2 separate regions of the Pan troglodytes genome follow, and region 1 is linked to region 2. A link is a contact called in public capture Hi-C data. All regions are on one chromosome and are shown on one strand. The core of a region is the stretch at or near the end of the contact, and the rest is flanking DNA. Distances in the headings are between cores, read along the strand shown.

The links. Capture Hi-C pulls out chosen DNA fragments and counts their contacts.
Region 1: a contact with region 2 is called in a capture Hi-C map of stem cell-derived neural stem cells, with 4 times the contacts expected there. The contact joins two enhancer-like sites. A contact is called at or near these places in 2 of 7 Hi-C or Micro-C datasets (induced pluripotent stem cells and stem cell-derived neural progenitor cells) and 1 of 1 other capture datasets (stem cell-derived neural stem cells).

The regions. Positions count from the first base shown.
Region 1 is chr23:34,757,827-34,762,890 of NHGRI_mPanTro3-v2.0_pri, reverse strand. All of the region lies in intron 6 of SYN3 (synapsin III), which reads left to right. Among named protein-coding and RNA genes, the nearest start is that of TIMP3, 140 kb to the left of the region's middle. Within about 2 kb of position 2,565, at least 3 of the 24 cell types and tissues checked have an H3K27ac peak or open chromatin away from gene starts, as enhancers often do. A contact at or near this core is called in stem cell-derived neural stem cells, where this site is marked.
Region 2 is chr23:34,624,747-34,629,650 of NHGRI_mPanTro3-v2.0_pri, reverse strand. SYN3 (synapsin III) reads left to right here. Exons shown (of 14, transcript XM_054675522.2): 11 at 2,200-2,334; 12 at 3,203-3,290. Among named protein-coding and RNA genes, the nearest start is that of BPIFC, 55 kb to the right of the region's middle. Within about 2 kb of position 2,475, at least 9 of the 24 cell types and tissues checked have an H3K27ac peak or open chromatin away from gene starts, as enhancers often do. A contact at or near this core is called in stem cell-derived neural stem cells, where this site is marked.

The DNA.
Region 1 (5,064 bases), core at 1,316-3,815, 130 kb before region 2:
TGCTGTTTTAATTGATATTTAATATCATTCTAGGTAAAATAAATAAATGAAATTTTACATTATTCACGTGGATTTTACCATTTACTTTTACATTGTGCAATGCAAAATTTTAAATGCAAATATGAAAACATTGAACTCATAAGCAGAATCAATAAAATTACACAATTCATATTTCATAGTTCCTACATGCTGTATTAGTCAGTTCCCACACTGCTAATGAAGACGTACCCGAGACTGGGTAACTTATAAAGAAAAAGAGGTTTAGGCTGGGCGTGGTGGCTCATGCCTGTAATCCCAGCACTTTGGGAGGCCGAGGCAGGTGGATCACGAGGTCAGGAGATGGAGACCATGCTGGCTAACACGGTGAAACCCCGTCTCTACTAAAAATACAAAAAATTAGCCGGGCATGGTGGTGGGTGCCTATAGTCCCAGCTATTCGGGAGGCTGAGGCAGGAGAATGGCGTGAACCCGGGAGGCGGAGCTTGCAGTGAGCCAAGATGGCGCCACTGCACTCCAGCCTGGGCAACAGAGTGAGACTCAAAAAAAAAAAAAAAGAAAAGAAAAGAAAAGAAAAACAAGTTTAATGGGCTTACAGTTTCACATGGCTGGGGAGGCCTCACAATCATGGCAGAAGGCGAAAGGCACGTCTTACATGGCGGCAGCAAGAGAAAATGAGAGCCAAGCGAAAGGGGTTTCCTCTTACACAACCATCATGCTACACAAAACTAACTCAACTGTTTTTATTTCACTTCTGGATGCACACACATTCTTCCAACCCCCTCTACTTGAGGCTTACTGTTGAGTAAGTAAGGACTAAAAGAAAAGTGAACTATGAATTGGCCTACCTTTTTCTTTTTTTCTGTGTCATCATATTCAGTATAAATTATTGGCTAGTAAGAAGGAACATGAGGGAATCTCTTGGTTGGTTGTTTGCTTTTCTTAGAAAGTGATTGTCTTCCTCATCTGTAAAATGGGGATACTTTGTAAGGCAATTTTAAAACAGAAAATTCATCTATCCACTCATGTAATTCTATACCAAGCACAGTGCTTGGAACACATATGTGGTCAGTAAATATTTTAAGTGCTAAGAATTCAGTGTGGCTCAAGTTGGGAGGATGCTGAGGTACATAATAAAAATAACAGCTCAGCAGTAATTGAGTATTTATTATGTGCCAGGCATTGTGTTAATGCTATTGTATTAACTCATTTCCTCTTAATGACAGCCTTATGAAGTAGGTATTTTTATTATCCCCATTTTACAGATGAGGAACTTGGAAAGGTCAGTAACTTGGCCAAAGCCCCATAGCCCCACTCCCATGGCATATCTGGGAGTCAGGCCCAGGTCAATAAGATGCCAAAGCATGTGCTTTGGAACACTAACTATATTGGTCCCATAGTTACTTGGTAATAAAATCAAAGTAGTCAAAGAGCTATGGAGGGAAATGATGAGTTCCGTCTGGGGAATCCAAGAAAGGCACTGAGAAGGCAGCTGTATGTACACGTCTGTAGCTCAGGAATGATGAACAGACTATAGATAAGATTTGGGAGTCCTCAGCTGAATGATAGCCACTGAAACCGTGAACATGGATATGAGTTAAGATAAGACAGCCCTATAGAACTAAGGCATCTGAGAGCCAAGGGAGGAGAAAAGAATGCCGAAAAGGAGACGTTGCAGAGGTAGGAGTGGATGCATAGGGGGAATACCTGGAAACCCGTGGGCATTAATTTCACATGCTACAGAGATGACCAATCAGATGACAACTGCAAAAAGACCTTTAGATTTTGCACGTGTCCCCACAGATGACTCTGGGTAAAACAGACTCCCTAGACTCGTAGATAAGGGGAAAGGGACAATGGAGAGATTTAGAACTAAACTTGGTATGACTTTTCATCTGTCACATTCCATGGAAAAAAAGTATCCTTTGTCAAACTACATTTCCTGACTTGGAGGCTAAGAAAAGTCAGTCACTGCAGCAAGATGCAAGATGCAACTTGGCTGTGGACATTTGCCAAGCCACTTACGTCCCCTCTTGAGGCCTCAGTTTCCTCATCTGTACATAGAGTTATTGGATGAGACATACTCTAAGTTTTCTCCCAGATCCAAAATTCTATTCCCTTCCGTTCCAGATGCTCTTTGAGGATGTTGGTGTTGACAAGAAAGGTGGGGGGAAAGAGAAGGACCCTGCTTGACCGCAACAGGTCCCCTTGTATCCTGTTCCCTCTCCATCTTATTTTCTCCACAGTGCTCTAGGGCAGCTGTGGAGCCAATGATGAAAACCACATGTTTCTGGGCAGCCCTGCTGTTGCACAATGCCGCCAAGGGGAGGGCAAAAAAGAAAGAAAGAAAGAAAAAAAAGAAAGTAAGTAAGAAAGGAAAGAAAAGAGCTTTGGAATTCTCGGCTTCTACAGACAATTCCCCCATTGATGTGCTGTGAGTCACGGCGGGCCGCCAGGCCATCATGGTTTCTGAATCACTTCCTTCAAGAGGGGCTCTCCACTTGTTCCCGGGCTGACTTTGGCCAGGGCTGGAATGCAAGGAGATTGGACCCTTTGGAGTGGTTCTGACTGCCTTCCTCTTTGCTGGAGCCCCAGAGGGGAAGGTGGAGGTGCTAGGCAGCAGGGCGTAGGGGTCTGAATGGAATTGAAGACAGCAGAGAAGCAGGTTGGACCTGCTTGTCCCAATTGGTGGACCCAAGTCATGCCCCTCTCTCTCCCTCTGTTAGAGAAGAAAACGATGTAAAAATCCCAGATTAAAGGCCAAAGTTTTCTCTGGTGGACACTAGACTCAGCCAGATCTGGAATTTCTATCCTCTCCACCTTGACATCCTGGCTGATGTGGACAAGGTTGACACCTTTTGAGCAGAGATAGGTTAAAGTTGATCCCAGCCATGTCTCCAATGGCTCACATTAGGGAACCTTGAACGGCACTCTCAGTCTCCCATCTTGCAATTTCCATCTTTGAGGTCAAGGATGTTAATGGCCCAAGAAGCCCTCGCCTGGGTGGTGGTCCTTAGGTGAGAGTCTGTTTTAAGTTCTTGCTTAAAATAAGCTTCACTTTTTTTCGACCAAGAGCCTTAATCCTTGCTCTGGGCCAGACTCTGCATAGGCACCATGGATCCCAAGAGGAAATAGACATGGCGCCAACTGGACAAAAGAGAATGACAGGTAAATAAGTAATGATGCAAATTTATCACCAAATGCAGACTTGGGGACAAGGGGAGCTCCAGAAGGCAGCCAGAAATGTTTGTTGGATGGAGCATTTAGCGCCATTTTCCTTTGCCCGACCACCATTCCTTCCCCGCCAGCCCCTTAACCCCAGAACTTTCCAGAAGATCAGTATGAATGGGCCCTGGATTAGAGATGAAGTGGTCTCTCCCCTCCACCAACACAGGGTGCTGTTTCTCAATGACCCCAGCTGTTAGGGAATATGCTAGAATGCCGCCATCTGGTGGGCATACGGAGCCGTGTCCATTTCGCAACTTTGCTGCACCTGGGGCAAGTGTCAGAGACGCGCAGACCTGGAAGCCATGCCCCAAAGAAACCAGGTTTGGCACGGCTACTTATTTGACTGAAGTTACAGGTGATGAGCAAAAGGAGCGCCTTTTAAGGAGTCCTCCTGACCACATTCAGCTGGCTGTCTCCCTTTAAGGAGGTGAACTTGGAGGAAAAGCTAGTTTAGAGCAGGCACCATATCTTCATCTTGTCTATGCCTCTCATAGCCTCTAGCAGCAGATCCAGGAGGTAATGGGTGCTCAATGCATGGATGTTCAATGGGATCAGTTACTGAATATGATCAGTGAGAACGATAGCAAGGGTTCTTTCTATCTTGCACCACCATATCCCTAGCACCATGCCTGACTCTACAAATATACATTGAACCATTGAATAAAATTAGACTCTCGGAAGTAAAGATTCTGGAAACAGCAAACATGATTTGCTGGAGGACAGTTTAGGTATTGCCTGTATTGTCTAGTACAGCCTCCTTCCTCTCAGATGCATCCCAGGGAGACACAGTGACTTCACCAAAGTCACACAGCCACTCTTTAGAACTGGGACTGGTGGGCGGGTCAACTTGCCACCTGGTTGCCTGGCAGAATCCAGGTTGCCTGCCCATGTATATATGAGAAACAAGGCAGGCAGCAAAAAAAGTAGGGAGGAGGCATTTGTCCAGGGTCACACCCAGTGGAAGAGCTTCCCACTAAGAATATCTGAAACACCTTTTCAAGGACTCTAATACTATCCTGTGCTCCTAGGGTGAAAAGGAACACCACCTAGTGCATTAAATAAAGAGGTAAAGAATGTCTAGCAATCCAAGGAAAACAGAGCCAAATGCAGTTACTGGGTGCACAGAATGTGATGTGGGAGGTACCAGTCATGTCACAGGTCCAGGTGGAGCTCTTGTCTCCCAGGAAGAGTTTGTGAAATAGTATAACCCATGTTCTGAAGTTGAGCTCCAGAGTGGGTGATGGTTACCCAGATGGAAGAAGCAATCTGGCTTACATGTAACAATAAAGGATCTGGCTGTCTCCCCAGCACACTCTTCGTGGCTTCATTCTCTCTCTCAATTTTCCCTCTTTCCTGTGCCACATGGACCTTTCTAACACTCTTCTGCTTAGACCATCAATGGCTCCCTATTGCCTCTTAGATAAAATCTAAATATCTTCCCTTATCATCACCCCACTCCAACTCTTTAGCTACATACTTCATCCCTTCCTGCCTAGCCCTTACTTACCTTGGTTACACTGTTAGGACGCCTGTCCCTCAAGTAGGTTCCAGTCCTGGCTTCACCACTTGCTCTCATTGTGACCTTAAGGAAATCACTTAATTCCCTGTGCCTTCATTTCCTCATCTATAAAATGGAGTTCATGCTAGCATCTACCAGACCGGGCTGTTGTGAGAATGGATTTGAGTTCAGTATGTGAAGTCCGAAAAGCGCCTGTCATGTGGTATGCTCGCAATGTATGTTAGCAATCATTCCTGTTATTATCGCTACATATAACATGCTTCCTCACGCCCCCATCCTTTCACACATGTTCACTGTGCCTGAAATGTCCTTTCTCTGCC
Region 2 (4,904 bases), core at 1,226-3,725:
GCTCAGGACTCTGCTAGAAGCAGTACTCACATTCTTTTTTTTTTTTTTTTTTTTTTTTGAGACGGGGTCTCATTCTGTCGCCAGGGGAAAGAGGGAAGAGGAAAGGCCTGTTTTCCGGGGCCCTGGCAAAACCCAGGCGGGAGGGAAACGCGTTCCACAGGGAGCTGGGCTATTCTCAAAGTGCTTCTATGGGGAGGAGCCTGAGGGATCCTAGTTTCCCCTTCTGCTCTTCTTACAAATAGAGCAACTTGGCTCACTGCAACCTCCGACACTCCCAGGTTCAAGCGATTCTCCTGCCTCAGCCTCCCGAGTAGCTGGGATTACAGGCACCTGCCACCACGCCCGGCTAATTTTTTTTGTATTTTTAGTAGAGACGGGGTTTCACCGTGTTGGCCAGGATGGTCTCAATCTCCTGACCTCGTGATCCGCCCGCCCCGGCCTCCCAAAGTGCTGGGATTACAGGCGTGAGCCACCGCGCCCAGCCAGTATTCACATTCTTAAGCTAGCTTTTCAGTTTCCTAATCAAAGTGGGTGCTTAAACTCACAGATCCCTACAGGTCCCAGCTGGAAGGGTCTTAGCAGCTGCCCAGATCCCTCAGTTCACTGTTGAGAAAAAAAAAAAAAAAAAATAGGCCCGTAGAGGAAAAGAAACTTGCCCAAGATCACAGAGCAAATCCACAGCAGAAGCCAAGCCTGGAACCCAGGTTCCCTCTTCTCAATTCCTACCCTGGTGTGCTGTTCCAATGCTTGGTAGGAATTAGCCTGATGCAGCGGGAGGACCATGGGTTGCCAGTGCTGTGTCCTTGACCTTGCCACTTCTTTGACCCTCTGCTTCCTCATGATTACAATGAGGATAATAGTACTGCCTCAAAGAGCTATTCTGAGGTTTATGAGAGATCCTCCACACCCAATGCTTAGAATAGTGCGTAGCACGTAGGAAATGCCCCATAAAATACGGCGCTTCTTAGTATCCTTATCCTTATGAGCCGGGCTTATCACAAGGGCATCTTATTCCTCCACTAAACAGGTGTCTGTGGAGGGCGCACCTGCTTAGCAGGACACAGGGCCCATTCCTAACCTTGGGGGCTCCCAGTCTGGTGGTGGAGACATAGTAAGCAAGGGGTGACAGTGCTGTGGATAAGCTGTCCCGTGTGAAACCAGGTGAGAACGGCAGGATACAGATGTCAGGTGGCTCGTCAGAGCTTGCCCTATCAGAGAGGGCTTCCTGGAGGAAGACCTAGTTAGCTGTTCCCTGTTGGATGAAAGGAGTTGGCCAGGTAAGGAGTGGGTAGAGGGATTACATAAGAACCTGGAGGAGAGAGAAAACCTAATATGTCCAGAGCGTGGGAACAGGGGAGACAAGACGGTGAGTCTGATGGGGTGGCGTGGGTGAATGCAGGCCGCCGACTCCTGCAGTGGAGCAGAGAGGGTGACGCGGCCAGCTGATTCGCAGATGCGCCAAGGCCTGACAGACACCCCTTCCAGATCTCCCATAGCTTCCCATGCCTAGGGAATCACGTGGAGCATTGGCCTGTGTGACCTTGGGCAAGTCCCCTCCCATCTCTGGGCCTCAGTTGCTCTATGTGTAAAAACAGCAGAAGGGGAAACTCGGATCCCTCAGGTTCCTCCCGATAGAAGCACTTTGAGAACAGCCCAGCTCCCTGTGGAATGCTTTTCCCTCCCGCCTGTGTTTTGCCAGGGCCCCGGAAAACAGGCCTTTCCTCTTCCCTCTTTCCCCTGAACCCTGGGTCAACTCCAGCCCGCGTCATATTTTTGTCATGATCAAGCCCCCACCTTTACTGTTTCTGCTTTGTGGAAAGCAGCCTTGACCTGGGGCCAAAGGAGAGGTGGCCAGCCCCGACCCTGGGAGGGGGCCAGGGTGAGAAAGGAGGGGGCGGAGAGCGGCTCCCCAAAGAAAAGCACAGAAAAGGTCGGCAGAGGCTCCCTGGCCCTTGTCGCATTGCTGTCATCCAGCAAACGTGGGCCGAATTGAACTACCTCCAGGGAGTGGTTTAGACTGAACCGAAGGGAACTGATGTCTCTGACGGCCAGTCCCAGCTGGAGGTGATTTGCATGGAGGACATCGCCATCTGGTGGTCACTTCTGTCCTGAGCCCTGAGCCCCCACTTCTGGGATGTGATGCCCAACCGCCATCTCTCCTGGTATGGGGGTCCCTCAGCTCTCCCTTCCTCCCCACAGGTAATGGACAGCTCAATGCCGCTGATTGGAGAGCATGTGGAAGAGGACAGACAGCTGATGGCCGACCTTGTTGTCTCCAAAATGAGCCAGCTCCCGATGCCAGGAGGCACAGCGCCCTCCCCCCTCAGACCTTGGGTAAGACCCTCACGATCAAAGGAGACTTTATAGCCATGAGAAATGCCAGGCTGTATGGAAATGGGGAGCCCCTGGATCCAAAGGGGATACCCCCAGGAAGAAACCACCTTGGGGAGAAGGAATGGGGGTGTGGACGAAGGCCAGACATTGGGGAGAGCTTTCACAGCCTGCCCCAGTAAGTGAATTGAGGAGGCTTTCAGAGGCCCCTTCCCTTCTTCACCATCCTGGGGAGAACAATCTTGTCTCAAATGGCCTTTGGGCACTGTGGGCAGAGATGATTGACTGCTGTCCCTTCTGTGCCCTCGGTGCTGGGCCTGAGCAGGATGTGTGTGCGTGCGTGTGCGAGAGCATATGGACACACAAGCCCTCTGTGTGCTCCCAGGGAACCAGTCAATGGACGCTATTGTGTCTCCCATTTTCCCCAACCTCAATGAGATCCCACGTCGCTCCTCCCCTCCACAGTTCCCACCATGGAGTACCAGACTGCTCTCCAAAGAATTTGCCAGCTCCCCAGCTTTATGTAAAAGCAAGTCCCCAAACTTCCACCTCCCAGCCCAGATTTCCCCACAGAAAGTAATCTATGATAACAAACATCAGAATTGTAGTTATTATACTGACGGGGCTGCTGGCTGGGAAGGGGCACGGGGCAGGCTTCATCGCAGAGAATGCCCTCTGTTTTGATCTGGGCAGTGGTTACACCGACGTATACACATATAGAACTTCACTACACTGTATACTCCAGAACTGTACACTTTATGTGTAAGAGTCTCTTCTCAATGATAAAAAGATCTTCATAAATGCTGCCCTCTCACCCAGGAAATAAAGGGCTGTGGTGATACCAACAGGCTTCTTTTCTCTTCTGCTCTAGGCTCCACAGATTAAATCAGCGAAATCCCCAGGGCAAGCCCAGCTGGGGCCTCAGCTAGGACAGCCCCAGCCACGCCCACCTCCGCAAGGTATGACCCAGGACGAGCCACTGCGCGAAAGCATGCAGTGAGGGTGCTGAAATGCACCGAGGGATCCACATGTGATTCCCACAAGGGGCTCTGGGAAAATGCACCTGAATACTTTATTCACAGAATGAATGAGACTATGGGGTTGGTCAACCTCTTTAAAAAGTCAAGAAAGGAGAAGGGAAATAGAAGGTTAATTTATTAAGAACCTAATATGCACCAAGCACTGTGCCAGGGAATGTCCCACCTATTTTCTCACTTTTATTTTCCCAGCCGTCCTGCAGTGAAAATGTCATTATTTCCTTTTTTTTTCTTCTTTTGAGACAGAGTCTTGCTCTGTCGCCAGGCTGGAGTGCAGTGGTGCGATCTCGGCTCACTGCATCCTCCACCTCCCAGGTTCAAGTGATTCTCCTGCCTCAGCCTCCTGAGTAGCTGGGACTACAGGTGCACACCACCACGCCCAGCTAATTTTTGTAGTATTAGTAGAGATGGGGTTTCACCATGTTGGCCAGGCTGGTCTCAAATTCCTGACCTCAGGTGATCCGCCCACCTCAGCCTCCCAAAGTGCTGGGATTATAGGCATGAGCCTTTGTACTGCGAGGTAAAAGTTGAGGCTTTGCCCAAGGAGGCAGAAAATGGTAGATTTACAAGTCTGGCCTTTCAGACCTTTCAAACCTAGGAAGTGTTTATTCATTTCAATGAGTGGTGCCTGATGATTGCTTTGTGAGTCAACCAGCTAGAGTAAGAAAGATAGAAAAAGGGAAGATCATCTATAAAACCTTGGCCATTGAAATTCCTCCTCAAATATTTCCAGCATTACTACATTCCACCACTTATTAGAGAATGGACAAACTATTGTAAAAAGATGAAAAGCAATCATGGCAATGGCTAACTAACTTTCTCAAAGAATATCAGCTGCTCTGATATTTTGCGTGCAGGTCTTGAGAGAAATCCGCCCCGTATCCTCTCTTGCAATCAAAACCTCCTGGGCACACTTGCTCTGGCAGCAGCATGGAGCTTCAGAGCACCTGTGCACCAAGAAACCAAAGCAGGCAGTCTCGCTGCAATCTTTTAAGGATCTTCTTAAAAACCTATCAGAGGCCGGGCGCGGTAGCTCACGCCTGTAATCCCAGCACTTTGGGAGGCCGAGGCGGGCGAATCACGAGGTCAGGAGTTCGAGACCAGCCTAGCCAATATGGTGAAACCCCATCTGTACTAAAAATACAAAAAAACTAGCCAGATGTGGTGGTGGTGTGCACCTGTAATCCCAGCTACTCGGGAGGCTGAGACAGGAGAATCGCTTGAACCCAGGAGGTGGAGGTTGCAGTGAGCCGAGATTGCGCCACTGCACTCCACCCTGGGCGATAGAGGGAGACTCCATCTCAAAAAAACAAAATAAAATAAATAAATTTTAATATTAATAAAATATTAAATATTTTATTATTAATATTATTAATATTAATAAATAAATATTAAGAAAATAGTAATGCCTTCTTTCTGATATATATATATATATCAGAAAGAAGGCATTACTATCATGTTGTGGTCTTCCAGTCACTATTATTAAAAGCAACAGATTCATTACTTCCTGAAAAAAAGTTAACCTTGGCCACCAAA